7 separate regions of the Mus musculus genome follow, and all the other regions are linked to region 1. Evidence: chromatin contacts called from public HiCAR-type, HiChIP or PLAC-seq and promoter capture Hi-C data. All regions are on one chromosome and are shown on one strand. Each heading gives the region's core, a stretch centred on a gene start, on an enhancer-like site or on the middle of the called end of the contact. The rest is flanking DNA. Distances are from core to core; before and after follow the strand shown.

Region 1 (3,975 bases), core at 304-2,803:
CAATGCAACTGTGGAAAACATCACCCTACTCTTTTATAGTGTCCCTTTTTTAAGCTTTGTTTTTGTGGTTCTGGGGAGGGAACCCAGATCTCCCACTTGCTAGAGAAGAGCTGTCAATCAAGCCACACCCCTACCCCCTATTAGGTATAATTCAAGAAACTGAAACTGTTAAAAGAAGCATCTATAAAAAATGCTTTTAGATTTAGAATCTTGCTATCCCTAGGACCTTTTTTCCTAGCATACTTAGTTCTTAACAATTCTACTAGGTGTGGTAGGAAAATAGACCTCCCTGGTATCAGAAACTGTTATAAGACTTCCCCTAGGATCAGAAACTCAAGTTTATTTTCTTTGTGCCTTCCTGTCACTAGCACGCGTGAACGGAAACAAAACCCACAAATTGACTGTATCGACTGTACAGACTATGGGGTTGGGGTAAGTAGGGGGGGATCCCCTTCCACACAACTTCCTCTCCCCAAGTACAGCGGAGTCGGTCAGCGCCCCGATAGTACTCGCTCTGAAGTGTGTACAAGAGTCCCGGATCATCAAAACTTAAACTTTCCTTTCTACCAGGGTTCCAGAAAATTGGCCCATGGGGACAGCAAGCAAGCATTTTAACGCGCACCCTTCGGTTGCATAAGAATTCCGGCATAACAGGTAACAATCACAGAGGAGACAAACGGGATGCGATCGACTGGACGGTACGAAACGGCCTTTCGAGATCACAAGTCTGCGGCGCAAACCCAAAGTTTGGAGCACACTCCTTAGGAGTTCACTCGACAACCGTCGCCACCGACCCAGACGAAGAACGCTGAGAAAATGGGTGCCCGAGGAATCAACACATCCGCATTCATCTCGAGGTAGGCGTCAAGATTCTTCGACTCCTCCGGCTTTGTTCGGCGCTTCCGAAGAAGGAACGACCGAATTTCGGTCTTGGAAGCCGCGAACCTGGGTGTGTTCTCCGGCTGGTTCCCGGGACTTTAGCATCGCCCCGCCCCGGGCGCCGCGCACTCGTTCCCCGGATGGAAGGCGCGGAGCTTCGGGGGAAAGGAAGCAGCCCGGGGAGCCCGGGGAGGCCGCAGCCCGGCCCTTGTCGCTTGGGGGCCGGGAGGGAGCGAGGCCCGTGAGGACCGCAGAGGGAGAAGAGCGCGAGGGCGGCGGGGCGCTCTACCCGCGCCCCCCAAAACCCCGAGGCCCGCCCCGCCGTACCTTTGGCGAGGGCTACCGTGGAGTTCTCGGTGTCGATGGTGTAGAGGATGCCCTCGTAGCGGATCTCCGCCTTGGAGATGAGGCTGATCTTGCTGCCGATGTAAGGGGTGCCCCCGCTCATGGCGCCGCCGCCGTCGCCCGCCGCTCGCACTCAGTCAGATCCCGCGCTGCGCCCGCCGCTCCGCCCGCCCGCCCGCTCGCTCGCTCCCTCCGTCGGCGCCTCACAGCAGCCGCCTCAGAACCAACATGGCGGCCGCGCCGGCTCCGCTTACCCTCCCCCAGCCTCCCGCCCTCAAACCGCGGCGCGGCGGCGGCGGCGGCGGCAGCAGCGGCGGCGGCGCAGGGCATGCCGGGAGGGCGAGGCGGCGTGCTTTCTCGCGAGACTCGCCGAGCTCACGGACGGTCCCGGGCTCTTTCCGCGGCGGCCCAGAGCGCTTGGCTTGCGCTCCCGACGTGGAAGGTTTTCACGGCACCTAGATGTCGCGGGAAGACTAGACGAGGGCCCATCCCGCCTGGTGATGCTGACTGCGGCCTCTGCCATTTCTAGGCGGGCTGCACTTTGGTACGAGCCCAGAGTCTTTGTAAGCGGTCGCCTCCCAGCTCCGGAGCCGCTCTCCGCGGGCCACGGAACTCTCACTGTAAACGCCAGAGCAGCCATCTTCGCCTGAGGAGTCTCACACTCCAAGGGCTGCCGCTCCGGGAGGCTCTGGGACTCTGTCCCCCAAACTGAGTCCAACCCTTTTTATGCGGCTTGATCCGTGTCCTAGCTTTCAAGATGTTCCCGGTCACTAACTATGCAAGAAACACCAGTCCAAGTGTTTCTCTGCCGCTTTGATCACTTAATGTCAGCTCCACTTTCTTAATAACGATCATCTCTCCGATCGGATACCAAATTGGCATCTTAAAACTTTGCATCCAGAGATGTAACTCTTCGGTTTTACTCCAAACTCGTCCCTCTAGCTTGTTCTCGGAGGTAACTATGAACCGGGAACGTTTGCTTAGTAGCTAAGACCCCAGTCCTGGATTGTCTTACACCTCCACACCTGTCCTAACTATAAATCTTGTCTGTTCAGGCTGGACCGTCTCCATCCGTACAGCTCTATATAACGCCTCAGTTACCCTGGCCAGAGTTGTTGGCAGTAGCTCCCGAAGAATTCTATTTCTCTTACCCCTACTAGGTTTTTCTTAACACAGCAGTCAGGGGGAATCATGTTCAAGTAGCAAGAGATTTTGGACTTTTGTTCAACTCAAGATAACATCCGTCTACTCAGTGCGCTCCACAGGTTACATTTTACACAAGGTGAAAACCAGACTTCCTAGTTTGGCTTATGAGGGCATGGATGATTTAATTTGTTGTTACACAGCTCCATACTGTTCCAAGCATCCCTTCTTCTCACAGCTTCCACAGTTCATTATACTCTGCTCAAAGCTGCCCTAAGAGGTGATGTATTTACAAAACTACAGTAGATCTCGCTTTACACCCCTCTTCTTGCCTTGCTCCCTCCCTACCCCCCATCGCATTTGTCTATTTAGTCATAAGTGTTTGTCTCCCTTCTTGGCTAGAATGCAAATATTTTGAGGAAGGGTTTCTGGTTTTAGACACTGTTTGCATCATCCTTGGGGCCAAGTGTAGCAACCGGCCCAGGACAGCTGCTCGGTAGACATTTGCTGCAAGAGTGAACAACTGGGATAAGAGCCGAACACAGGCAGCAAGTAGGATGTCTGGTGCGCTGAGCCAATGCATGGTGATTATCTGCGTGTTCCGGGAAAGCAGGAGAGAAGATTGATGAGCTGAGCTGTGACTGGTGCCCAGTGGCTTCAAGGGGGTCCCTGCTTCAGCATACAGTCATTATTTGGTGTGCAAATCTGCGTTTGGAGTCTTCCCTTTGTAGGTCTCAGACCAATGTTGCCTTCTCTTCCATAGTGAACACATTCTTTCCCTTGTCAGTTTCTATAAACTGATGATACCTAACTCTCAAATTTACATCTCTCACATCTCCTGGCTTCACACATACCAACCACATCACTGCCATCTCTGTTGGGTTTATTCCATGGTGTTAGCTGGTGATGGAACTAGCTGTACTCCATGTCCCAATTACATAGTACATTTAATTGCCAATTTGATAATTTCTCCGTTACTGTATCTATTCTCCTCTCTCCCCATCACCCCCAACAAACTGTCTTTATTCATGGTTCCTAGGGTCTTCTGGGGCCCAAGGTTTGTGTCTGCGATGGTTTGAATGTGTCTCCCAAGAATTCATGTAAAGTTTAATCCTCACTGGGGCAATATTGAAAAGTGGTTGTGGGCCGGGCAGTGGTGGCACATGCCTTTAATTCCAGCACTTGGGAGGCAGAGGCAGGCAGATTTCTGAGTGCGAGGCCAGCCTGGTCTACAAAGTGAGTTCCAGGACAGCCAGGGCTACACAGAGAAACCCTGTCTCAAAAATACAAAAAACAAAAAAACAAACAAACTAATTGATGGGGGAAGACCCAGCCCATTGTGGGTGGAGCCACCTCTGGGCCGGTTGTCCTATGATCTATAAGAAAGCAAGCTAAGCAAACCATGGAGTGCAAAGCTATAAGCAGCACCCCTCCATGGCCTCTGCATCAGCTTATGCCTCCAGGTTCCAGTCCTGGCTTCCCTCAGTGAGGGAGTGTTACCTAAAAGTGTAAGGGAAGAAATTCTGACGCCCCCAAGTTGCTTTTTGGTCGTAGTGTTTTATCATAGCAATAGTAACCCTAACCAGGAAACACGCAAAATCTTTTTTG
Region 2 (3,931 bases), core at 987-3,486, 770 kb after region 1:
GCCAGCTGGGCCTCACCTCCAAGGGCATACCGTATCCCAAACAGTGCCACTTGCCTTGGTCACTTGGGGACTTAGTGTTCAAACACATAAGCCTCAATAGACATTTATTTGAACCATATTAGCATTTGATGTCTGTTTCCACATGTGGAAGCTGGTATGCATTGGTAGCTCTTCTAGCCATAGATATAGGCAGGGAAGATTAGCAATGGGTACCGGGCTAGATAACAGTGATAATAAGATCCAATCCAATGTAGTTGCATCTTGACTTACGATGGCATTGCATCCTGTAGCTCACTATGTAGACCAGGCTGGCCTCAAGCTCACAGATCCATTTGCCTCTGCCTCCTGAGTGTGAGGTTTAGAGGTGTGACCTCTATGCCCAGCCTGGTGAACCTGTTATAAGTTGAAAAATATCTGCCCTGGGTCTTCCAAACATTTCTGTGTCAGAAACCTAATACCTGTGTGAATGGTATTTGAGGTTGAGACTTTGGAATGTTATTGGGGTTACATGAGAACAATTCCCCACGATAGGAAGAAAGACCAGAGGCGGCAGACTTGCTTTGTCCTAGCGTGTGATATCCTCCGCCATGTTATGGTGGACCAAGAAAGCCCTCATCACATGCTAATCAGAGGTTGACCCTGTACTCTGTATTCCCAAGACTCCAAAACTGGATGCCAAACTAAAATGTTTGCTTGGTAGCTTTGATGATAGGGTCCCCCTGGGCTCCCCAGGCTGGCCTCTTGCTTCAGCCCCTCACACAGCTGAAATCGCAGGAGTATAGTACTGCACCCAGCTTAAACTCTGTAAAGTCTTTAAGTTCTAAAGGACCCAATCTCGGGTCTTTTTTTGACATAGTGGTACAAACTAGACAGAGTGAAGAATTCCCCGAGTACATCTGCAGTGCCAGGCATCAGAGCATGAGAACCCAGAACGGTGGAGAACATCAATTCTCTCTTTGTGATCCCGGGGCTGCCCAGGAGCTCTGATTTGCTGCAGCTGTCCACTGCCCATCATCACAAATGCCACATGCCTGAGACAAGAGCCACATCGAAAATGTGAAGTTTGACTTCTATTGAATGCATTTCCCTTTCTCAACACCATAAAGAAAAACAACAACAAAAGTGCATCAAGTTGTCAATTTGGGACTGCATATACTTGCTGAGCTCCTGAGGTTAACCGGGGTCCTTCTGGCCCACTTTGCATAGAAACTCCCAGGAGAGGCTTCCAACCCTGCTGGCAATGGGAAAGCTGCACCCTCACCAGTCTGTGATAGCTTTACTCAGGGTTACTGTTGCTGTGCTGAAGCACCATGACCAAAGCAGCTTGGGGAGGAAGGGGTTTATTTGGCCCATACTTCCACACCACTGTTCATCACCAAAGGAAGGCAAGACAAGAATGCAAAAAGGGAAGGGACCTGGAGGCAGGAGCTGATGCAGAAGCCATGGAGGGGTGCTGCTTACTGGCTTACTCAACAATAGGTTGCTCAGCCTGCTTTCTTTCTAGACCCCCAGGACCACCAGCCCAGAGATGGCACCACCTACAATGGGCTGGGCCCTCCCCTATCAGTCACTAATTAAGAATGTGCCCAGCAGGCTTGCCCACAGCTAGGTCTTCTGCAGGCATTTTCTCAATTGAGGTTCCCTCCCCTTTGATGACTCCAGCTTGTGTCTAATTGACATCAAACTAGCCATTCCAGTGATGGAAGCACCCCAGGGCATCCACAGGACCCAGGCTCAAAGCCTGCTGTATGGAGGGGAAAAAGAGCTAGCACCTGGCTCTGTGAAGGTCTTGATATGGGACAGAGGGAAGATGTCCTGCTGGGTTGGGATCCAGCAGAAGGTACATTCAGAGGTTGTCAGTATATAGAAGTCCTCAAAGGTTCCAGATGTCAGCTTTTCCTGAATGGACTGGGAACCCAGAAAGTCCCTGAGAAAAGAAACTCAGGGTGAATCTTTCTGTCTCACCTCTGCATGAGAAAGCAAGGGGCTGGCAGAGAGACAGAGTGGTCTAGTTCACAGGCTGGCTGTCCATGGACCAACGGGCAGCAGAGCTATCACAGGCTGGGAGCCTGGCCGGTCCCCAGCATGCAGCTTGAGTGTGGGCCTTTGGGTCAGCCCCAAGGACTCCAGCTGTGACGGCCTGTGGCATTTCCCAGAGATTCAGTCTAGGGTTCCTGACAGAGGGTGACTAAGGCCCTATTTAGGAGCAGCCGCCCCCACACCCGGAAAGAATGGCAGGCGGACACTTGAATAGCACTGGGGCCACTTCCTAGTTTCATCTTGTCCTTGCTGGGAGCATGACTCCTGCCCAAGTCGGCTGGCTCACCAGCCTCTGAGGGGTCAGAGCTGGAGATGGAGGTTAGAATTTGCAGGGTCCCGGCAGAGCCAATTTAGGCAGGATGTCTAAGACAGACATTGCATGGAAGTCTCCAGAGAGAAGGTATCTGTTATGCTGTCCTTTCTAATGGATCTCTAGGTTATGACTCCAGTGGCTTCTACCTCGGCTACCACTGATGTTTTTCAGGCAGGGAAGCCTAGTGAGCAGTGGCCAGAGCCCCACTCTATAGCCCAAGCTAGCTTCTAATTTGAAAGCTCCCTCCCAGCACTCCCCTAGCCGTGCATCACCACCACACCTGGCTGCGCCTCACCCTTTGCATCCTGCTGCTGCAGAGCTGGCCCGCCCTGAGCAAGGCGTGGGCTGCTCGGAATCCCACTGCCCAGTGCCTCTGACCTCTTGGGAAAGCCCTCAGGCCAATGAAAAGCCAGCTGTTCTCAGGAGCCCACATAAAAACCTCACCTGCTTTCCCTGACCCACCCTTTCCAACTAATTCCCAAATGGCCACCAGTTGGTTTGGTTCACATTTTAGTGGAGCCTGGGGCTCTTTGGATTAGCAGGGTCTAGCTCCAGGGTGGAATGCCAAACATTGAGTCAGAAGCCCCGAAGGCCTTGATCTCTAAGATGGCCCTTTTGCCCCTGTCAGCTCACTGTTCAAAAATCCAAAGTCTGGGGCAGGCCTTCCTGTGGCCTGAGGCAGAAGGTGTTTCTTTGCTCAGACCATAGTTGTCTCCTGTAGGAAAGGCCATTTGTTATAGGCACAGGTATAGGGACCCCGACTCCCATCTGAAGTTCTGTGTGCCAAGCCAAGGGATAGCAGGGAGGGAGTCCTATCAGACAACCAAGAAGAACTAAGTGGGGTTCTATGTATACTCAGACTCCAGGGTATAGGGAGGGACACCTGGCTCTCCCGAGGCACTTGAGGCTGTCCCCTAGCCCAAAGCTTCCAGCTCTCTACCGGGAGCTGCACCCTGACCCCTGCCTGCTGGCTCTGGTCTCGCAAGTTCTCCACCACCCCTTCCATTTCTTCCTCAGTCCTGGCCCTCTGAAGCGCCAGTGTGGCCAAGTGGAAGTTTGAGAAGGTCTGGGAATTAGAAGGGGCCATGTGGCTCCAGGGCTTCTGTCAGTCTGCTCTACTGACTCTGCGGTCTGTGTGCAACAGGATGGGGGCAGGGTGAGCCAGGGCACACTGCGTGTCTGTAGGTGAGGTCAGAGTGACATCTGTCTGTGCATTATTTGATGTCTGTGGGGTGTATGGGGGTGGTGTGTATATGTTCTGTGCATGTATGGTGTGTGTGACACCTGTGGCCTATGTCAGTATGACATATATAAGTTCTGTGCGGGGATACGGTTAAGTGTCTGTGTGACATCCATGGGCTATGTCTGTGTGGTACATATGCTCTGGCGGGTGGGAACACATGTTTGGGTGAGTATTGTAATTATCTGAGCTATGTCTGTGTGGTTGTGTGCTCCATGTGTGCGTAGCATGTATCAGTGTGTGGTGTGACACATGGGTCGTATCTGTGTGGTATGTGTATTTTGTGCATGTGATGTGTTGTATGGCACTTGTGGCATGCGTTACTCTATGCTGTGTGA
Region 3 (4,150 bases), core at 1,270-3,769, 970 kb after region 1:
TCTGGTGTGTCTGAAGACAGCTACAGTGTACTTACATATAATAAATAAATAAATCTTTAAAAAAAATAAATAAAATTATCTTTTTCGAGAATACAATTGCCACATTGTTCCCTTCCCTCCCTTTCCTCCAAGCTCTCCTACAGGCCCCTTCCCAGTCTCCTTCAAATTCACGGCTGCTTTTCCACTAGTTGCTATTGCATGCACACGCACACGCGCACGCGCACACACACACACACACACACACACACACACACACACACACGTATTCTAAAATATAACCCGTTCAGTTCGTATACTGTTACTGGTATGTCTGTTTTCAGGGCTGAGTCTTTGCTACTCTAAACACCAATCAGTACACTCTGTGGGGGAGGAGCACCCCGCCCGCTGGGGCTGGGGCTCTCCTCAGTTGCCTGTAGTTCTTTGTGTAGGGTTGAAGCTTCATGTGTCTACTCCGCCATGTCCATTGGGGTCTTCCTTGATCAGCTTATGTCTGGGCAGTTTTGACGGTGAGGCTTTATGGGTTAGTTAAGTACTTTTTTCCCCCCACGGAATATCATTTCGGGTGTAACCGATCTCTGAACGGGTGTCTCTTCTTTTCCGCTCAGGGTTGTAATCCCCTTGCACAAACTGGCCGGAGCAAGCTGCAGAATCAAAGGGCTGCCTTGAACCAGCAGATCCTGAAGGCTGTGCGGATGCGGACAGGAGCCGAGAACCTTCTGAAGTGGGTACCTCTGTGTTTGCTGCCTCGGCCAGGAGCTCTGGCTCTCCTGAGAGACTGTCTGTCTGATGGACAGACAGAGCCCAGACCCTCAGCTGGGGTCTTGCTTTTCAGCTTTGAGATTTCTCTCTCTTCTGGGGTGTCTGGGCAGGTCCTTTTCTTGCCCAGAGCTTGGTCACGTTAATGACAAAGATGTTTTGTCCATCCTGTGTTTGTGGAGAATTGTGACAGACAGTGCAGTCACAGCTCTCTGTATGTGTGTTTATTTTAATTTAATGTGTATGAGTGTTTGCTGCATGTATGTGTGCACCATGTGGAACCTGGGGCCCATGGAGGCCAGAAGAGGGCATTGCAGACCCCCTGGAACTGGAATTGCAGATGGTTATGAGGCACCATGTGGGTGCTGGGAACGGAACTTAGGTCCTCTGCAAGAGTAGCCAGTGCTCTTGCTAAGCATCTGTCTCTCCAGCCCTCAGTTGTAGCCATGTTGTTTACAGGTCCAGTTACTGTCTTTGCATTTACTTCTGGGCATGACTCCTTTCTCCACTGCCCAGACTTGTGCCTGGTAGGGCCAGTGCTTGGTGAGTGGGTGTTGATAGATAAGAGAGGGGACAGCAGAAAAGAAAGAACGGGACACTCCTATTACTAGTATTGTCGTTCTTTCTAATGAGAGGAGTCATAAACAGGACACGGTGCCACATACCTGTGGTTTCAGCTACTTGAGGGGCTGAGGCAGGAGGATTGTTTGAACCCCAGGGTTTGAGACATCTGGGCAAAGTAGCAACCCCACCCCCACCCACCCCCCATCTAGGAAAGCGTGAGAGTTAATGAGAGAGGCAGGTGGGCATGTTGTGCCCAGTACTCAATGCTGTGCCGTGGAGATAAAATAGTTACTTCCCAAGTAGAACTCAGGAAAGCTGTACCTGCGTCTAGACAGCCGTAAATCCTCCCCACACCCTTACGTGCAGTGCGCCAGCTTGCAGAGGGTGCAGACTCTTCCCTCGGAGGACAGCCTTTGGCTATCAGCTCTCTCACCTTCCATCTTGGGGAGGCAGGGTCTCGTTTCTGGCGCTTGGAGCACGCGGCATCAGAATATCGAGGGTAAAACTGCCATCTCCCCTCTCCCACCCCCTTAAGAGGCCTACAGGATAGGTTCTTTGGTTTTGTGAGGCAGGATCTCATATAGCTCAGGCTGGCTTAAAACTTGCTGTGTAGTTGAGGATGACCTTAAACTCCAGATTCTCCTGCTTTTGCCTCTTCGTGCACGTATATATACACGTGAGCATGCGTGCATCTGCATGCAGAGTGTAACTTTGTGCAGTCAGTTCCCTCTTACCATGTAAAATCCTGGGGATCGAACTCGAGTTGTCAGGCGCGGCAGCAAGCACCTTCGTCTGCTGAGCCACCTGGCCAGCCTGCTTTAGAGTTGGTTTTTTGTTTGTTTGTTTTATTTTATTTTATTTTATTTTATTTTGTTTTAATAGCAGACACTAGAGCTGCTCTGCCTGCCTTGCTCTGTTAACAACACCAGCCGACAACAACCTCGACAACAACCTCTCTGCGGCCCAGGCCAGACTCAATCACACTTACTGTCAGGTTAGCAGTTGTTTAGCTGATAGGTGAGATAGGGTGGGACAGGGTTGTAAATGATTCTCCTGGAACTGATACACTTAAAGTGTCCCTTGTAGAGACTGTTAGAGGGAAACTGGAAGGTATTTATTAATCTGACTCAGTGCACCTACGTTTAGAGACTGTTGGTAGACTGTTGTTAGAGGAAACTCGGAGGTATTTATTAATCTGACTCACCTGACACCAAAGCTTCCTGAAATCAGGGAGGGCATCAGGCCAAGCCTCACTCTGGCCCCACAGTGTCCCTGGCTGCTGCTACTAGCAGCAGGTAATTACTGTCATACACTGGACATGGCTGTCCTGTCCTTAGATTGCCTGATGTCCTACTAAGATTCTATGATGAGGATAGAACAATTATATTATAGGCAAGAGGGCATTTGGGAAAACATCCCCAAGAATGCAGACTTGGAAATGAGGGTCCCCACCATTAACTGCAGGGCCACCATGACTGGGCAGTAGCTGTGAGTGCCACAGTTTCAGGTCCCTTGAAGGTCCTCTCCTTCCCTGTTCCACCTCGGCCAAGAGTCAGTGAGCTTCCTAGAGCTTGCTGGGAGCTGGCTGGTGCTTTGAAGTGCTTCAGGCTGGCTGCTGGCTGCAATCTGCCCTCCAGGCTCCTTTCCCTCCCTTGAGAACAACAGAGGCAGAAACCAGATGGTATTTCTGAGGCAGAGAGATTGAAGCGAGTTACCAGGTTGTTCAATTTTAACTAACTAGTTCTTTAGTCAAAGAACAGGCTGTTTAACTATTCTGGTTAAAGCTTCAGATTGCCTTCTTACACTGCTCCTTAGACTAGATCGGGAAAGCCTCTCTCTGAGGCTTGCAAGTGTCTGTATACCTGCTGGTGAGTGAGTTCGTCAGGGCCAGGCTCCGTGCAGGGAGCTGTGAGGAATGGTGGGGATGGAGGAGTGTGCAGTGTAAGGCCCAGGCTGACCTGCAGCATATAGCCCAGGCTGGCCTTAAACTGGGGAGATCTTCCTGTCTTAGCCTTCTTAGTGCTGTTCTTTTTTTTTTTTTTTTTTTTTTTTTTTTCTCGAGACAGGGTTTCTCTGTGTAGCCCTGGCTGTCCTGGAACTCACTCTGTAGACCAGGCTGGCCCTGAACTCAGAAATCCGCCTGCCTCTGCCTCCCAAGTGCTGGGATTAAAGGCGTGCATCAAGACGCCCGGCCTTAGTGTTGCTCTTACAGACATGCATCACAACACGCACAGGCATTCTCTTTCCCTCCCTTCCCCTCCCTTTCCTCCCTTCATACCTTCCCCCTCTCTTCTCTTCTCTTCTCTTCTCTTCTCTTCTCTTCTCTTCTCTTCTCTTCTCTTCTCTTCTCTTCTCTTCTCTCTTTCTTCCTTTCAGCAGCCAGGCATCTCTATCGTCTGCCCCAGGGACCCAGCAACAACAGGATAGTTATTACCAGCTGCCAAGATGCCCACATATCCCCAGGAGCCACATATCCTCCCCATGCACAGGCACTACACCCCGTTCTAAAAGGCCAAGCTCTCCTTTCTTGTTCTCCTTTTCCCTCCACCCCCCGCCCAGAGGCAGCCTCTATAAACCCCTCCCCAGTAAACAGCCCCCATGAGATCTGTCACATGGTGAGACTTCATTGCCATCCATCACTTAGATCATCTTTTTCTCTCTCTCTCTCTCTCTCTCTCTCTCTCTCTCTCTCTCTCTCTCTTTCCCTCTTCCTTTCTTTCAAGACAGGGTCTCACTATGTAGCCTTGGCTGGCCCAGAAATCACTCTGTAGCCCAGCCTTGAAGTAGTGAGGATCCTCCTGCCTCTGCCTCCCCAGCGCTGGGATTGCAA
Region 4 (3,853 bases), core at 365-2,864, 860 kb after region 1:
GGTTTGGTTCTCAGCACCCATGTAAGGCAGCTCACAACTGCCTGTAACTCCAACTCCAGAGGATCTGATAGGCACCTCCATAGGCACCGTGAACACATGTGTACACAGACACACACACAGACACACACACACACACACAGACACACACAGAGTGATACTAGGTATACCACCAAAGAGGGTGTTTTGCTTGTGGAAGCAAGGTTGTGGATCACAAAAGTTCCACTTGCCCCTCCCTCTGTATGCACCAACATGTACTAAAGTTGGAGCAATGAAAAGAAGATTAGCACGGCCCCTGCTAATAAACAAACAAGCAAACAAACACATATAAATAATAGAGCATGCTTTCTGGAGCAGGACAGGTGTTCAGAAAGCCCTTAACAGTTCTTAAGATAGGACATTGATCATGTGTGTAATGGCTGGGGAGCCCTGTGCTCTCACACATATACAAGCCAAACACACTTTTCAGTAGAATCGGGGTGTGTGTGTGTGTGTGTGTATGTGTGTGTGTGTATGTGTGTGTGTGTATGTGTGTGTGTATGTGTGTGTGTATGTGTGTGTGTATGTGTGTGTATGTGTGTGTGTATGTGTGTGTGTGTATGTGTGTGTGTGTGTATGTGTGTGTGTGTGTGTATGTGTGTGTATGTGTGTGTGTATGTGTGTATGTGTGTATGTGTGTGTGTATGTGTGTGTGTGTATGTGTGTGTGTATGTGTGTGTGTATGTGTGTGTGTGTATGTGTGTGTGTGTATGTGTGTGTGTGTGTATGTGTGTGTATGTGTGTGTGTATGTGTGTGTGTGTGTGTATGTGTGTGTGTGTATGTGTGTGTGTGTATGTGTGTGTGTGTGTGTGTGTGTATGTGTGTGTGTGTGGTATGTGCATGCATATGTTTGGAATGTCATATGGAGGAGAAGCAGAAGGGCGTGGCTTTGCTAAAGGAGGAAAGCTGGCTCAGGTGTGCAAGACCTTGGCAGGAAGGGGTGTTTTAAGCATCCTTCGGGAGATCCTGTACGGTATTCAGGATGAAAGCTTCACAGAACTGCAGACACTGGAAAGTATTTCCTTTAAGGGGGTGGGCTCTTGTTATGTGTGTGCACATGGCGGAGCTTATTAAGATACAGCATCTTGCAGCCCCCTTCAAAGATTCAAATTCTGTCGGTCTTGTGTGAGACTAAGAAAACTGCAAAATGGTTTAAAGACCACACTTTGAGAAATACCATTTTAAGACAACCTGAATAAATATTTTACACACACTCAAAAAAAAAAAAAATTCAAAGTTTCTTTTCTGGTTTCTTTTGTGGTCGACCTGGAAGGGGGTGGGTGGCACGAGAAGATGGGAGGGGGCGTCACCTTCCCGCCAGAATCATGGAGAGTCATCTCTTGTCTGCACCCAGGAAAGTCCACACAGATTCTGCCTTCCAGCATCTGTGCGGCAAATAACGGTGAATGTGGCTTCGCAGTGGGACACATTTGTGATCCCAACACTCAGGATGCAACACATAAAAGAAGGGGGAGGGGAAGGGAAGGGGTCCTTGTGCATGCTTGTCACTCACTGTCTCTGGCAATGCAGCAGGAACTCACACAGCCCTCGTGGCCCTTCATCAGAGTCACGCAGGCTCCGCGGTTTCGAAACTCCCCCGTGTGGACATTCCAGATTTTTATGTTTTTATCCCAGGAGCTGGTACATAAGAAGTGGCCAGTGGAGGTGAAACAGCAGTCTGAGATGGCATTGTAATGCGCCCTGAAACACAGGTGGGGTGCATGCTAACATGCCATTCCAGGGAGACCCCAGAACCCTCCTGATAGGACTCTGGATGGAGAGGGGATGCCACTTCCCATGTGGGCGTGGCTATCATTCCTCTCATCACGATGTACCATGGTCCAGCTGGGGCTTTCCAGACTGAGCCTCACTCAGCCTCACTCTCTCCAGGCCGGGCTGGAACAACAGTCAGTCATGTTTAAAAAGGAAGGAAGGAAGGAAGGAAGGAAGGGGATGGGAGGGGAGAGGGGAGGGGAGGGGAGGGGAGGGGAGGAAAAAATTGAAAAGGGAAAAGGAATGCCAACCAAGATTTCTACAGTCAGCTGATATGAAACAGGGCATCATCAGATGACAATTCTTTCTACAAGATCTCACTGCATAGCCCAGGCTGTCCTGGGACTAACTGTGTAGACCAGGCTGGTGCCTCTGACTCCCAGGTACTGAGATTACTGGTGTGTACCACCACACCTGGCCAGATGAAAATTCTTAAGAATTTATTGCTCTCAGGACTGGAGAGACAGCTCAGCGGTTAAGAGCAGGGACTGTTCTTCCAGAGGACCCAGATTCGTTTCCTAGCACCCAAGTGGCAGCTCACACCTGTCTGTCACTCCAGTTCCAGAGCTTCTGACACCTCACACACACATACATGCAAGCAAAACACCCATGTCCATAAAATAAAAATGAATTATATATATACACATACCTATACATACACACCTAGTATATATAATTATATTATATATGTGTGCATATTATTGCTCTCAAAAAGAGTGGTGGGCCAGCAAGATACTGTGGACAGACTAGCATACATGTGCTGCAAACACACAACTCTCTCTCTCTCTCTCTCTCTCTCTCTCTCTCTTCCCCTCCCTCCATCTTTTTAAAAAATATTTATTTATTTATTTATTTTAATGATTATTAGTACACTGTAGCTGTCTTCAGACACACCAGAAGGGGCCATCAGACCCCATTACAGATGGTTGTGAGCCCCCATGTGGTTGCTGGGAATTGAACTCAGGACCTCTGGAAGAGCAGTCAGTGCTCTTAACCGCTGAGCCATCTCTCCAGTCCCCTCCTTTCCTCCCTCTCAAGAATGCAAGATAGATAAATAATGGTAAAAAAAAAAAAAGTTTGTTTTAAAGAACAGCTGAAGAGTCTTTTCTAAGTAGACAGGAAAGATGAACACAGGAAACTTGAAACAGCAGACAGGAAGCCAGACGTGGACCAGAGATACACACACACAAGATTTCCCTGCTCTTCAGTTGATGCGTGGCGGCTGCTCACAACTGTCTGTCACTCCAGTTCTACGGGACACAACAACCTTTGTCGCCCCTACAGGCACTGCACACATAGAGTTCACCAACATGCGTGCAGGCCAAGCATCCACACACATAAAATAATAAGAAATTAAGAAAAAAAATTAAAAGGAGAAAAAGCTAACCATAAACCTAGCACCACCATCTGGCCCACCATTTCCACTCTTGGTCATTTAACCAGAAGAATTTAAAAAATGGAAACTCAGACAGATGCATAAAAATAAAGCAAGTGTCCTTCAACAGACCAATAAATAAAACATGCTATATATGTATATCAATATATGTATATACGTATCCATATGTATCTGTATGTATCTATATGTGTCTATATGTAATGGAGTATTACGCAGTTATGAAAAGAAATGAAGTTCTGTTATATGCTACAACAGGGTTGATTCTTGAAAATCATTTCAAATGGAAAAAGGCAGTCACTTGAGGACAAGTGTGATTTCATTTATAGAAATATCTAAACTAGGCAAATTCACAGAGGCAGAAACTGGAATAAGGGCTCCCAGGGGCTTCCGGGAGCGGGAAGCCGTTGCTTAATGGATATTATTTCCCTTTGGTGTGGTGAAACATTTTGGAAATAGATAGGGAAGGTTGCAAAATACCATGAATGTGATTAATCCAGTGAACTGTGCACTGAAAAGTAATGGTCAAATTTTATGTTGCATGCATTTCATCATAAATAATGAAAATGTCATCTTGCCCAAACTACTTGCTTTGTTTTTACTTTTTATTATTTCGTGCTGCGTGTATTATTTATTTTGCATGTGTGTTT
Region 5 (3,758 bases), core at 391-2,890, 910 kb after region 1:
CTCTGCAAGAGCAGCGAGTGATCTTAACTGCTGACCCATCTGTCCAGCCCCAGCTCATCGAGATGCTCTTTATTGAATGCTACTTACTACATGGTACAAGAGGAAGCTCTGGGAGGCTGGCACATGGCTAACCTTAGACGAAAGGGCACTGCTGGCACACCCAGATGTTAGCAAATCCAACCAACTACCTGTGCTAGGGAGGGACTCTCTACCCTTTTTCTGTGTAGCTGTCTTTTGCTACTTTGTTGGTTCTTTCTTCCACCCTTCTTCACCCATTTTCTTCCACTCCTTAACCTCCTAACACTACTAGGTAGGAGAGAGAAAAGGACAGAGAGGAAAGAAAAGAGGTCCCTGGATAAAGTCAGGGGTCAGAAGGGGGCAACACTATCATTAGACTATTTCTTGCTGATTAGGGGCTTCAAGCTCCTCAGGGCAAGTTTGATCTTCACCATCAGGATATCTAATTTCTTCTCCTTTTTTCTTCTTTGTGTATGACTGCTTAACAAACCAAGACCAACAACAACCAAAAAACTACCTATCAGGGTCCTGGCACTTATAGACCCTCTGAAAAGTCTATAAAATTCCAAACGTCATACAGTTGCAGAAACTATCTGCAGCTGGCAAAATCACACCCTGGCTAGAGCATGAGGCAAATCATAGTCAGCTGCTGTGGACAGTCTGAAGCAGTCCCATATCCCACACCTGAAATTAAAATGAAAACACATTCCCATGATAATATTTCTGGTTTTTTTCCTAAAGGAACTAAAACTCCAAAATTATCACTACTTTGGTATGATTTTGGTTTGGTTTGGTTTTTAGTTTTGAAACAAGGACTTGCTACATAGCCAGGACTGGCCTTAAACCCTTGATCCCACTGCCTCAGCCACCCAGTCCTGGAATTATAGGCCTTAACTCTATTTCTGCTATGTATTTGCTTTTTAGAGCGAGGGTCTGAAAACTCTGCACCATTTATACCAAGTGGACCAAAACTAACGACAGAGCCAAGCGGCTTGACTTGCAGTCTGTGATGGGGGAGGGGCACACAGAGAAGCTGCCAACCCTGCCAGGCCAGGACCCACCTTTCTGACCCTTCTTCATGTGTACTAAGAACTCTTCGTATCGTCTCTGCTTTTCTGGATCTTTGGCAAAAGGCTTGAAGTTGTTGGCTCTGGTGGTGACTGTCCCTCCGCCCAGGGCCAGGTGCCATGAGCTGTGGCCCAGGTCTGGTGTGGACGCCTGCGCTCTGCTGCTTGAAGCACTCTGGGCCAGACTCCTGGCCTTGGCTTGGGCGGCTTTCAGGTCAGTTGCCTGCTTCACTTCTTTAATTCTCTCTTTGTCTTTTTGAGACAGAAACTCCAACACTGAAGTAGCTGACCCTAAATAAAAACAGTAACAAGAGATGAAAAACAGCTTGACCTTTTTTGTACATACAGTCACTACTAAAAATGTGCATAATCACAGGTGTTTCTGTGACTGATTTATCAATATCTCTATGTTCTGTGAGCTGCATATTTACATAACTGGCCACAGGTACAACTCGAGGCAGCGCCAATGCCTGGAGTGTGTAAAGCCCCATGCTCCATGCCCAGGAGGAGGACTCTGAACCACAGGTGGCTATGGTCATGGCTTCCACAGTCCTCCCACTGAGCACTCATACAACATAAGCTCACTGGGCACCAAGGGCATAGCAGGCAGTGGACCAGGGTCAGGGGACAATGCAGGTAAGCTCCTCCCTCTCACTACAGATAGGAAGGAGGCCAAGAGCAATATCAAAGCACTGCTTGGAGAAAACAGCAATGTGCATGCCTGTGATCCTGCTTTATTTTGGAGGCTAGGCAAGATGGATTACCAGGAGTTCAAAGCCAGCCTGAGCTATAGACTAAAGTTTTGCCTCAATAAACAAACTAACAGATAAAATAAAAAGGCTAATAGGATGGCTCCGTGGGTAAAGGCTCCTACCACCAAGGCTGATGATCTGAGTTCAATCTCTAAGACCCACAAAGTGGAAGGAGAGCACCGACTCCTGCAAGTTGTCCTCTGACTTTTATACAGGCGGTGTGGTTCATACACACACACACACACACACACAGCGTAAAAAGGCACTTTTTAAAGAAGTGAGGGTATGTGGTGTGGTGGTGCATGCCTGTAACCCCCAGACTCAAGAGGCTGGTGGAACAAAATAATGAGTCTAGGCTAGTGGGGGTCCACATAGTGAGAACCCCTCTCAAAAAGCAAAAACAAAAGAGGAAGGCCAGGCGTGACAGCACAGGCCTAGCACTCGTGAGGCAGAAGCAAGAGGATTTCTCTGAGTTTAAAGCCAGCCTGGTCTACACAGCCAGCTCCAGGACAACCAAGACTACATAGAGAGACCTTGTCTCAAGGAAGAAAAGAAGAAAAGAAGAAAGGAAGGAAGGAAGGAAGGAAGGAAGGAAGGAAGGAAGAAAGAAAGAAAGAAAGAAAGAAAGAAAGAAAGAAAGAAAGAAAGAAAGAAAGGGTGAGGGAGGGAGAGAGGGAAGAAGAGAGGGAGGGAAGGAGGGAGGGAGAGAGAGGGAGGAAAAGAGTGAAGGAGGGAGGGAGGGAGAGAGAGGGAGGAAGAGAGGGAGGGAAGGAGGGAGGAGCAGGGCTGGAGAGATGGCTCAGTAAATACCACTCTGTAGACAACTGATGTGGACACAACTGCTTATAGCTTCAGCCCCAGGGGATGCAACACCTTTTTCTGCCCCCGCCAGCATGAATGTGCACACACACACTCACATTCACATACACCCTTATACATGTAAATTTTTAAAAAAAAAATGGGACTGGGGTGAGGTGAGACAGGATTTTTCCATGTAGCCCTGGAAGTTCTGGAACTCACTCTGCAGACCAGGCTGGCCTCAAACTCACTGAGATCAGCCTTCCTCTGCCTCTCAAGAGCTGGGATTAAAAACCTGTGCCACCAACACCTGGCTAATAAATTCTAATAAAACTCAAATAAAAAATTTTAAAGAAAACAAATAAGTGTGAGTGGCACAGTCCTGTGATCTGAGCACTTGTGTGGCAGAGGCAGCAGGACTGAGGGTTCAAAACCACTCTGGGCTACACTGAGAATTTAAGGCAATCCTGGGCTTCATGAGACCTTTAAAAGGTGGGTGGGGCAAAAGGAACAACTCCCCAAGTCATAATGAATAAGGTCTGTATACACTTTTATACGCTGTTTACAATCACGACATGCCTGCTAGGGTTCCCCATCAGTGGGAAACCACAGCTCCCCACTTGAGTAAGATTAGGTTAAACATAACAAGTCCAGTCTCTTCCATCACACCTACCTTGAATAGGCATCTCTCCTAGCAACTCCCCCCGCTTGGAGGCATTGAGTTGATGCCTACTGTGTGTCCCCACGTCCTGCCCTGCTTTCCCAGATGACTCTGATAACACCTGAAGTACGTGAGCATTCTCGGCTGTTGCGGCGACCACAGGTCTGAAATAATGCACCGGTCGGTAGTCTCTGGGCAACTGAGGGGGCGGGTAAATCTTAACAAGAAACAGACAAAAGTCAGGAAATCCGGGCTACAAGATCACACAGACTTAAGAAAGAAAACCATGATTTTAGTGTCCTGAGACACGCCCAGCCCCGGCTCACTTTCGAGGTGAACAGCACTGAGATAGCCTGGCCCTGAGGGAAACCAGAACTACTGTCCCAACAGCCTCACATGGCAAACAATACCACTGCTAATATGTATGTTTCCCACGATGAGAGCACTAAATATAAGACCATG
Region 6 (3,722 bases), core at 1,084-3,583, 940 kb after region 1:
GTAACTCCCATTCCAGGGGGTCTGATGCTCTTCTTTGAGCTCCATGGGCCCATACATATGGTGCGCAGATAGACATACACACAGGCAAAACAACCATATACAGAAAGTAAAAGAAACTCATTAAAAACAAAAGCAAATCAGGCTGTGCAAGCCATGGGGAGGGAGCAAGAGAGTAAGCAGTGTTCTTCAAGGTCTTTGCTTCATTTCCTGACTCTGGATTCCTGCCGTGAGTTCCTGAACTGGTTTCCCTCAGTGATGTAAGGTATATGGAAGTAAGGTAGAAACCAAATAAAGGCCAGGTGTGGTGGTGTACCCTTTTAATCCCAGCACTTGGGAGGCAGAGGCAGGCAGATTTCTGAGTTCGAGGCCAGCCTGGTCTACAAAGTGAGTTCCAGGACAGCCAGGACTACACAGAGAAACCCTGTCTTGAAAACACACACACACATACCACACCCACACACACACACACACACACACACACACACACACACACACACAAAACCCGTTCTTTCTCCAAGTTCCTTTTGGTCAGGATCTTTATCAGAGCAGTGTAAAGCAAACTAAGACACCAGGCTAGCCTCAAACTCAACAGTAGTGCTCTTTCAGCCTCTGGAAAGGCATGGAGATCACAGTGTGTGAACCATCACGTCCCGTCCGTTGGCAGGACCTTTCTTAGACTGAAGTAGCCCTTTTCTCATGACCTGGTGAATTTATTTATATATTTATTTATTTTTTAACTTTTTAACGTATGTTAAGCTGTTGCTTTTGTTTATTTTCAAGAACTTATTTTAAACCTCTCGAACCGTCTAAATATATATTTATTTACTTTCGATGTTTTTACATTTATTTATTTTGTGTGTTTGCTGGGGGGTTGGAGGGGGAATGCATGTGCCATGGCGCACGTGTGAGGTCAGAGAACCTGTGGAAGTTCTTTTTTGCACCTTCTACCCTATGGGTTCCAGGGAATGGAACTCAGGTTGTCAGGCTGAGCGGCAAGCACTTTTATCCTCTGAGCCACCTCTGCAGCCATACTAACACCATTTTTGTTGTTTGTTTTTGTTTTTCGAGACAAGGATTCTCTGTGTAGCCTTGGCTCTGAGACCCGCTTGTCTCTGCCTCCTGAGTCCTGAAATTAAACGCCCCTGGCCCCTAAAACACTTCTTAAAGAGCATGAAAACGGTTGGTTAGTTTTGAAAGCCGAATCTGAGGTTTACACTGCGACCCACAGACCTCCAAAGGCAGAAGACAAAGGTGTTTTTTGGTGGTGGTGGCGGCGGTGAGGAAGGAGTCTACAGGCTGGGGGCTCTAGGCTCCTGCAGATGTAGCCCGATGTGCTACCAATATCCGACGCCAGTTTACCTACTCTCCAGTAGGAGGTTCCGCGAACCCCGAGCCTAAGGAACCCCCTGCTACTCCTGTACTAACCACATCGATACCTATAACACGAGACCAGCCAGAGAAAAAATCACTTGGGCTTGAGAACTGAGAAAACCGAGTTTGGGAACTCTGGCATCCTTAAAGACACCTGCAGAATTCCTGTGCACAAAGCCTGCTCAGTAGGTGGCCCCCTCTCCCGACGACTTCTGCTACCCAAGCGCTCGGAGGCCTCCTCTCCTGCAAACAGCTTTCCGTCCTTCCTGGCCAGAGCCTTTAAAAGCTTCCGAGCAGCGAATGAACTGGTCATGAATGTCCGCGTCCCTGAGTGGGAAAGCAAACGTATTTAGTTCTCTGCATTTACTATTCCTAGGGCTCCAGAGAAAGGGCGAATTTGGGTTTCGCTACGTTTGCTGAAACCCCGATCCCGCTGGCTGCGCCACCTTAACGCTCACAAGGTAGTGAGCTGTGAACAACACTCAGATTAAGATCGAAGGCTCAGCAAGAGCTCCATTCTAGACTCGCGGCAGACAGCACTTAACACTTGCATGGGGCAGGGGCGCGGTCTATACAATCAAGGGCAGGGCTTCAGGGCTCTGGCTTCAGCCTCGGGCGGGGCTGGAGGAGGACCGTGCGTGTTGTGGGCGGGGCCTTAGTTGAGCGGGGCGAGGCTACAGAGTTAGGTATCCGCCTCCGGTAGGACTGGATGGTGGAGGGGCGGGGCCTAGGCGAGATGGGGCGTGGCTCCAGAGATCAGGGGTGGGGCTCACTCTGGGATGCAGGAGGACTGCAAATGCGGGGGGCGGAACTGTAGGGCTTGGGATTCGCCTCTTGGGAGGCTGAAGGCGGGGCCTAGGTGGCAGAACTGAGTTCCAGGCTCGGGATCTGCCTAGGTCCAGGTCTTGCTAAGAGGGGCGGAGCTCCAGATATCTGGCGCTCTAGGGCTCGGGCGGGGCGGCAGGGCGGCTGGCTGGTCGGGGCGGGAGCGGGGGCGGGTCCCGGCGCCTCCTGGGGCCCTTAGTAGCCACTGCACCTCAGTTCACCCTGGACTCCCGCGCTGCCAGCATGACCGATACGCTGCTACCCGCGGCTCCCCAGCCGCTGGAGAAAGAGGGTGACGACTACTTTCGAAAGGTGAGTGGCGAGTCAACAGACCCTCTCTCTCTGTCCTGGCAAACTGCGGAGCGTGCTGAAGGGGCTTGAGGCGGGGGTCGGCTTGGACTGGAGGGGGAGGGGAAGGAGAAGGGAGAGACCCGCAGAGTTGGTGCGGGCCGAAGGGCGGAGAAGGGGGGTCGAAAGGGGATTGATTGCGCGGGGCTTGGAGCCCCGAGCAGATGGCAGCCGGGCTGGGGCGTGCAGGTGCACAGGCAAGCCACACGCAGGTGGGAACCTGGGGAGGTGATCCGGATGGCCCTGCCAGGCTTCTCGCGCTGGTGGGGAAAGGACCAGCTCCTGGCCACGCTGGCGAGCTCGGTCGGTCCCTCTGCACTTATACCGCAGCTCAGTTTCCACCCGAGCGCTTAGCCATGGTGCATCTGGAGGGCGAGTTTTGCTCTTTTGCCTCCCAAGTGCTTTCAGCGTTGGCCCCCTTCGACTTCTTGGTAAGGGAGAGTGGATGCTGCAAGGGGACCTCGGGCGTGCCCCTTCGTTTGTCCTCGCCCAAGAGAGCCAGAGAACCGGAGTCTCACTCTTCCAAAGTGGATTTATCTGTATTTGGTTGTCCGAGAGACCGAGAGGGCGAGACTGGACTCTGCGCGCTTGGCACGTCTTGGCGCTCCTGGGCAATTAATGCGACTGCCTTTCGCCCTGGAACTCAGTTCCTCAAAAGCGACCCCATTAGGCGCCCACAGCGGTGCTGGGATTGCCCAACAGCTGCTGGCTTTCAAAGGCACTTTAGAGGTGCGAATCACTGTGACAGACTCCTCACCTTCCTCTTGGGTCCCTAGAGAGTCTAAAAATAGCTTTTGGACTTTGGCCAAGGATCACCTGGTGGGTTGAGAGATTGTCGTGGATATTTTTCTAACTGATACGATCGAAGGCGCAGCGAGCAGTCATGAATAGGGAAGTGAAACTGCTTCCCACAGAGCAATCAATTCTTAATTGTTCGTAAATGGGCTTGGCAGCTTCCTTCTCCCGCGGGACTCTGGCATCTTAAAGAACTTTTGCTCACACGTGAAGTAGTAATAGAAAAGAGGGAAATCTGGAGACAGGTGGGGACAGTGGGCAATTTTTAAAGTTCCTTTTGGCATTTAAAAAAGTTTTAAAGTATATTTAAGTTGAAAGATGTCATCATGGAATTACAGGATTATAACTTCTAATTATGTGTGGCATTTGGGCCAGAGGATCAC
Region 7 (3,967 bases), core at 236-2,735, 830 kb after region 1:
TGGTTCTGTTAGACCCAGACACGGGCATCTCCTGAGCAAGGAAGCCCTCACCTTTGCCCTGCCCACCTGGGAAACACAATAGCCAGGACCCAGACACAGTGACCACTAGCAGCAGGTGAAGCAGGAACTCAGGGCATATAAGCCACTGCTTAGATTAGCTCACATAGCCTGTGCAGTAGTCCTCTCCTGGACACTCACCCTTCTCTATTCCTGGAGGCCAGATGAGAGTTACAGTTTAAAAAGAAAGAGCTGCCCCACACCCCTCACAACTTTGTCACTTCAGTGGTTTTAGGGAGCCTGTCACATTCCTAGGCCCTCAACAGTGATATCACTGGGTGTCCCCTAATGACCCAGCTCTTCTAAGGGCCTCCCTCCTTCATCAAGGTAAATAAAGAACCATGTGGGTTGGGGATTTAACTCCTTCCTTCCCCTCTCCTGCAATGGGCTCTGGGAAAGTGGACAGAAATTTTTCCTGGTCAGGGAAGGAGCCTTCTAACCTAGGTTCCAGTCCTGGCGGGTTCTTGGCCCTCCCCGGAACAGACTCAGACCCCCCCCCCCAACCCCCATCAGGGATGAACCGACCTATGACCATCTGGGTCTGGGAAGACACAATGGGAAAATGAGTTCTCACATCTGCCTCCCTCCCCCCCGCCACAAGCCCCCATGCTGAGTCCCCATCTTTTGGCTAGCTCCCAGGCCTGTCCAGGACTCCAGGCAGGAAAGGGTTCCTTCTTTAGGGAGCAGTAGTCCAGGCCTTTGTCCACAGCTCTGGAAGCCAGAGCACCACTCAGGCAGGCCGGGCTGGAAAGCATCAGGAAGACCCCAGCCTCTCCCAGGAACCCAAGGCCAGCGTTCTCGTCCCCCAGCTCCGGGCCTGGGGTTCTGCTGTGGTGGGAGGCTCCCTCCTCGGCAGCCCAAGGGTGCCTGGGCGCGGAAGCCATCGCAGTGCAGGCTCCAAGCCCTCCCATCCCGCCCGGCCCCTCGCGGCCCACTCACCCAGGCAGACGACTGCGAGCGGCGCCCTGGCGCCCGGCGCCCCCTCCGGCCCCGCGGCCGCGCGCTTCTCCATGCCGGGGCGGGCCGCGCGCGGACGCCTGCTGCCCTGCGGCCGGGGCTCCGCCTGGGGCTAGGGCTGGCGCGGCGGCTGCGGCCCGGGTGCGGGCGGCGGCTGCGGCGGCGTCTTTGTGCGGCGGCGGTGCAGGCCCGCAACGCGCGGGGCCACATCGGCCGCGGCGTCACGGGCCCCGCGGGGGCTCAGCGGCGGTCGCCAGGGAAGACCCTCGCCCGCCGCTGTCCCGGAGCCCCGGCCGGCGCGCCCAGCCCGGCCTGCGCACCGAGACCTCCGGCGCGCCCATGCCCCGGCGCGCCCTGCCCGTCGGTCCCCGGGCCGCCCGCGCTGCGCCGCACGGTGCCTACGAGGGTGCGTCGCTCGGTCCGTCCGTCCTCCCGGCCGGCCCCTCGCCTAAGCCCGGAGCCGGGAGGCCGCGCCGCGCTAGCCACGTGACGCGCCCGCCGAGCCGCAGTGGCGCTGACAGGGCGGGCGGAGGAGGCTGGGGCGGGCCGGGGGGCGCACGCCCCGCCTCGGGGTGCTGGACAGCTCCACGCACGCGGCTCCGACCGGAACCCGCTAGCTCTGAACCTTGGCTCAGCGATTAGGGCTGGCATTGCGCCTATGGTCCGGGGAAGCGCTCGCCTTCGCCCTTTGATCCCAAGATCTGGTCTCTTTCCCGAAGCCAGGCGACTGTGCTGGGGAAGAGAGGGAGACTGAGGTGGGATGGCGTGGAAAGGGCTGATGGGGGCCAAGACAATGAGTCGAGGCCCAAGGTTGGGACCTGACTTCTTCCTAATGCAATGCGTTCCTGGCTGATTTGCTTTGGGAATTCTCTCCTCCTGCTGGCCCTCTGTCCTTCTCATTTACCTCATCCTGTCTCTAAAGTGGCTCCCTTGTAAAAAGTGAGGCCTGTGTGGAGACATTGATGAGAACCCTGAGAGGACTTTGGACACCCAGTTGTGCCCCTGACCAGCTCAGTTACCCCCTCATCCTCTAGGGAACCGCGATGATGTATGCTTTTTAAGCGTGTGGTTGTAGTCTGGAGACAACCTGTCAACCAAGGGTTTGAATCCAGGAGAGGCAAAAACCAGAATGAACTTGGAAGAGGAATTGAGGAGTTGGGGTCAATTGAGGTCAGCTGTTCTTTAAAACTGATGCTAAATCAGAGGTCCCCAAATACCCCCGAGCAAGGAGGCTCCGCAAGCTGGGGTGAGCCTCACCTTCCACACACACACCCATGGTCTTTAGCTTTTGTGCGTGCCCTCACAAGCACTGCCACTCATTAAGATTATGAAGGCTGAGGGAAACAACGGTCCATTAGTGAAAGCTGTGGACACAGGAATTCGTTAACTTCATTTTCACTGTACAGGAACCAAAAGTGTTTCTTTGGGGGAACTCTGAGTCTTTCTGTGCTTTCTTGTTCTCCTTCTAAGCCTTTTGTGATTATGCCAGAGTAGATTTTCCCAGTAAGTATTAAAGGGTTTTTAAAATCGGGTAATGAGGGGGCGGCGGTTGGACAGGTAGCTTAGTGGTTAAAAGTTCTTGCTGATCTTCCAGGGGACCTGAGTTCGGTTCCTGCACCCACGTTGGTTTACACTTCCGATTCCAGGGTGTCTGACAGCCTTTTCGGGCCTCCTCGGGCACCAGGCACATGTATAGCTCACATAGACACATGCAAGCAAAATACTTGGTGGCACATGCAAGCATCACACATAACATTGCAATTGCAAATAGCCCATAATCCAGAAGAGGAATTTTTGAGTTTATGACCAGACCTGTACCACCATGACCCCAGAAAGAAAGGAAGAAAGAAACAAGCAGAATGGCATGGATTCTCTCTCTCTCTCTCTCTCTCTCTCTCTCTCTCTCTCTCTCTTTCTGTGTGTGTGTGTGTGTGCCAGCTACATATACATACACACACATATACACATGTGTGTATATGTATACATCTATATCCATATATAACACATGTATACACACATATATACATATACATACATATTATCTAAGCCAAGAATTCCATTTCTGGGTACATATTTGGAGTTTAAAGCAGGGGTTCCTATACACCATTCACCATTATTGATAAAACATTGAAGCAATCAAAGCATCCTTTGGCAGATTAATGAGCAGCTGTGATGTGGCACACTGGCCTGGGCAATGGAATATACTCAGTCTAGGAAGATGGACATTCTGATGTATGATGACACGTGGATGAATCCTGAGAGCATTACCCAGGTAAAACAAGCCAATCACAGAAGACAGGTGTCATATGATTCCATTCAAATGAGGTGCCTAGAATAGTCAGCATCACACAGACTAACCTGCCTGCCCCTAGCAGGTGTGGCTGCTGTGTCCCCATGTGCATCAGTAGGCGTCAGAGAGGAGAGAGGCTATGTCTACACTTACTGTTCTGACCTGTGGACATCTGAATGATCTGTAACACTCCCTGAAGAAAAAAAAAAAAAAAACCAAGTCTGAGATGATACCAGTCTGGCACCAGGCAGGCCCAGATGGGCTCCCAGGACTGGGAGCAAGCTTGAAACTAGAAGACCCACACTTAGGACAACAAGGCCCAGGCAGGGGCGAGCCCCAGACAGACAACCCTCACAAGGGACTACTTGGGCAGGCCAGGGGAAGAGCCTGAGATGACCACCAGTCTGGTACAGCACAGCCTGGCCTGAGATGACCCCTGCCCTGCGTGGAATGCATGAGCAAGTCACAGCACTCCTGAGATCACTCCTGAGATGACCCCAGACACTCAGAGGCCCTGAGTGCTGCTGAGAGGAGCAAGTGATGCAGAAACGGAAGCTAAGAGAAACAGGGGGATGTAGGCACAATAAAGAGAGGTAGAACTGGGGACTTGAGAGTAGTGAGGAACAGCTTGGCATATCAATGCCACCTGGGACCATGGTGGGG

Evidence for each region. Promoter capture Hi-C pulls out the DNA fragments that hold promoters and counts their contacts. HiCAR-type assays count read pairs that join an accessible place to other places. HiChIP or PLAC-seq counts read pairs in DNA pulled down with a chosen protein or histone mark. Capture Hi-C pulls out chosen DNA fragments and counts their contacts.
Region 2: an HNF4G HiChIP or PLAC-seq map of pancreatic cancer cells shows a contact between it and region 1. The contact joins the enhancer-like site here to the promoter of Lsm14a in region 1. A contact is called at or near these places in 11 of 39 promoter capture datasets (3T3-L1-derived adipocytes, the HPC-7 cell line, HPC-7-derived erythroid cells and 7 more), 1 of 15 datasets of contacts at CTCF or cohesin (large pre-B cells), 3 of 484 Hi-C or Micro-C datasets (LSK cells, cerebral cortex and regulatory T cells), 16 of 115 datasets of contacts at active chromatin or transcription factors (bone marrow-derived dendritic cells, bone marrow-derived macrophages, cardiomyocytes and 12 more) and 1 of 9 other capture datasets (adipose tissue).
Region 3: a contact with region 1 is called in a promoter capture Hi-C map of liver, with 2.9 times the contacts expected there. The contact joins the enhancer-like site here to the promoter of Lsm14a in region 1. A contact is called at or near these places in 3 of 39 promoter capture datasets (hippocampal neurons and liver), 4 of 115 datasets of contacts at active chromatin or transcription factors (astrocytes, bone marrow-derived macrophages, large pre-B cells and 1 more) and 1 of 9 other capture datasets (liver).
Region 4: a HiCAR-type map of fibro-adipogenic progenitors shows a contact between it and region 1, with 6 times the contacts expected there. The contact joins the enhancer-like site here to the promoter of Lsm14a in region 1. A contact is called at or near these places in 12 of 39 promoter capture datasets (the 3T3-L1 cell line, the C10 cell line, the HPC-7 cell line and 7 more), 1 of 15 datasets of contacts at CTCF or cohesin (large pre-B cells), 3 of 484 Hi-C or Micro-C datasets (the G1E-ER4 cell line, cardiomyocytes and memory CD8 T cells), 17 of 115 datasets of contacts at active chromatin or transcription factors (the SCID.adh cell line, astrocytes, bone marrow-derived dendritic cells and 13 more) and 1 of 9 other capture datasets (liver).
Region 5: a contact with region 1 is called in a promoter capture Hi-C map of liver, with 2.9 times the contacts expected there. The contact joins the enhancer-like site here to the promoter of Lsm14a in region 1. A contact is called at or near these places in 9 of 39 promoter capture datasets (the 3T3-L1 cell line, the HPC-7 cell line, cranial neural crest and 3 more), 6 of 115 datasets of contacts at active chromatin or transcription factors (astrocytes, bone marrow-derived macrophages, embryonic forebrain and 3 more) and 1 of 9 other capture datasets (adipose tissue).
Region 6: a contact with region 1 is called in a promoter capture Hi-C map of adipose tissue, with 6 times the contacts expected there. The contact joins the promoter of Rhpn2 here to the promoter of Lsm14a in region 1. A contact is called at or near these places in 10 of 39 promoter capture datasets (the 3T3-L1 cell line, the C10 cell line, the HPC-7 cell line and 4 more), 4 of 484 Hi-C or Micro-C datasets (CD4 T cells, CD8 T cells, Sertoli cells and 1 more), 8 of 115 datasets of contacts at active chromatin or transcription factors (astrocytes, bone marrow-derived dendritic cells, bone marrow-derived macrophages and 5 more) and 2 of 9 other capture datasets (adipose tissue and liver).
Region 7: a contact with region 1 is called in a promoter capture Hi-C map of second pharyngeal arch cranial neural crest. The contact joins the promoter of Lrp3 here to the promoter of Lsm14a in region 1. A contact is called at or near these places in 7 of 39 promoter capture datasets (cranial neural crest, embryonic stem cells, frontonasal cranial neural crest and 3 more), 1 of 484 Hi-C or Micro-C datasets (the G1E-ER4 cell line), 12 of 115 datasets of contacts at active chromatin or transcription factors (the NIH/3T3 cell line, astrocytes, bone marrow-derived macrophages and 9 more) and 2 of 9 other capture datasets (adipose tissue and liver).

The regions. Positions count from the first base shown.
Region 1 is chr7:34,388,152-34,392,126 of GRCm38.p6, forward strand. It overlaps Lsm14a (LSM14A mRNA processing body assembly factor), which reads right to left and starts at 1,554. Exons shown (of 11, transcript NM_025948.3): 1 at 1,207-1,554. The coding sequence starts at 1,327. It overlaps Gm12764 (predicted gene 12764), which reads left to right and starts at 462. Exons shown (of 2, transcript NR_169160.1): 1 at 462-857.
Region 2 is chr7:35,161,630-35,165,560 of GRCm38.p6, forward strand. Gm38988 (a long non-coding RNA gene) reads right to left here. Exons shown (of 4, transcript XR_003946743.1): 4 at 1,708-1,927. Among named protein-coding and RNA genes, the nearest start is that of Gm35889, 5.3 kb to the left of the region's middle. Within about 2 kb of position 2,237, at least 25 of the 459 cell types and tissues checked have an H3K27ac peak or open chromatin away from gene starts, as enhancers often do. A contact at or near this core is called in bone marrow-derived macrophages and pancreatic cancer cells, where this site is marked.
Region 3 is chr7:35,353,127-35,357,276 of GRCm38.p6, forward strand. It overlaps Rhpn2 (rhophilin, Rho GTPase binding protein 2), which reads left to right. Exons shown (of 15, transcript NM_027897.4): 2 at 606-721. It overlaps Gm51476 (a long non-coding RNA gene), which reads right to left. Exons shown (of 4, transcript XR_003946747.1): 4 at 4,079-4,150. Among named protein-coding and RNA genes, the nearest start is that of Gm51476, 7.9 kb to the right of the region's middle. Within about 2 kb of position 2,520, at least 34 of the 459 cell types and tissues checked have an H3K27ac peak or open chromatin away from gene starts, as enhancers often do. A contact at or near this core is called in liver, where this site is marked.
Region 4 is chr7:35,250,622-35,254,474 of GRCm38.p6, forward strand. It overlaps Wdr88 (WD repeat domain 88), which reads right to left. Exons shown (of 11, transcript NM_001370886.1): 7 at 1,551-1,738. It also overlaps a transcript of Gpatch1 not described here. Among named protein-coding and RNA genes, the nearest start is that of n-TTagt9, 18 kb to the left of the region's middle. Within about 2 kb of position 1,615, at least 41 of the 459 cell types and tissues checked have an H3K27ac peak or open chromatin away from gene starts, as enhancers often do. A contact at or near this core is called in craniofacial prominence, fibro-adipogenic progenitors and memory CD8 T cells, where this site is marked.
Region 5 is chr7:35,294,176-35,297,933 of GRCm38.p6, forward strand. It overlaps Gpatch1 (G patch domain containing 1), which reads right to left. Exons shown (of 20, transcript NM_026181.1): 10 at 3,309-3,513; 11 at 1,080-1,376. Among named protein-coding and RNA genes, the nearest start is that of Wdr88, 20 kb to the left of the region's middle. Within about 2 kb of position 1,641, at least 4 of the 459 cell types and tissues checked have an H3K27ac peak or open chromatin away from gene starts, as enhancers often do. A contact at or near this core is called in liver, where this site is marked.
Region 6 is chr7:35,331,904-35,335,625 of GRCm38.p6, forward strand. It overlaps Rhpn2 (rhophilin, Rho GTPase binding protein 2), which reads left to right and starts at 2,334. Exons shown (of 15, transcript NM_027897.4): 1 at 2,334-2,508. The coding sequence starts at 2,440.
Region 7 is chr7:35,213,860-35,217,826 of GRCm38.p6, forward strand. It overlaps Lrp3 (low density lipoprotein receptor-related protein 3), which reads right to left and starts at 1,486. Exons shown (of 8, transcript NM_001024707.2): 1 at 997-1,486. The coding sequence starts at 1,069. Gm24505 (a small nucleolar RNA gene) reads left to right here and starts at 3,376; the gene lies at 3,376-3,501.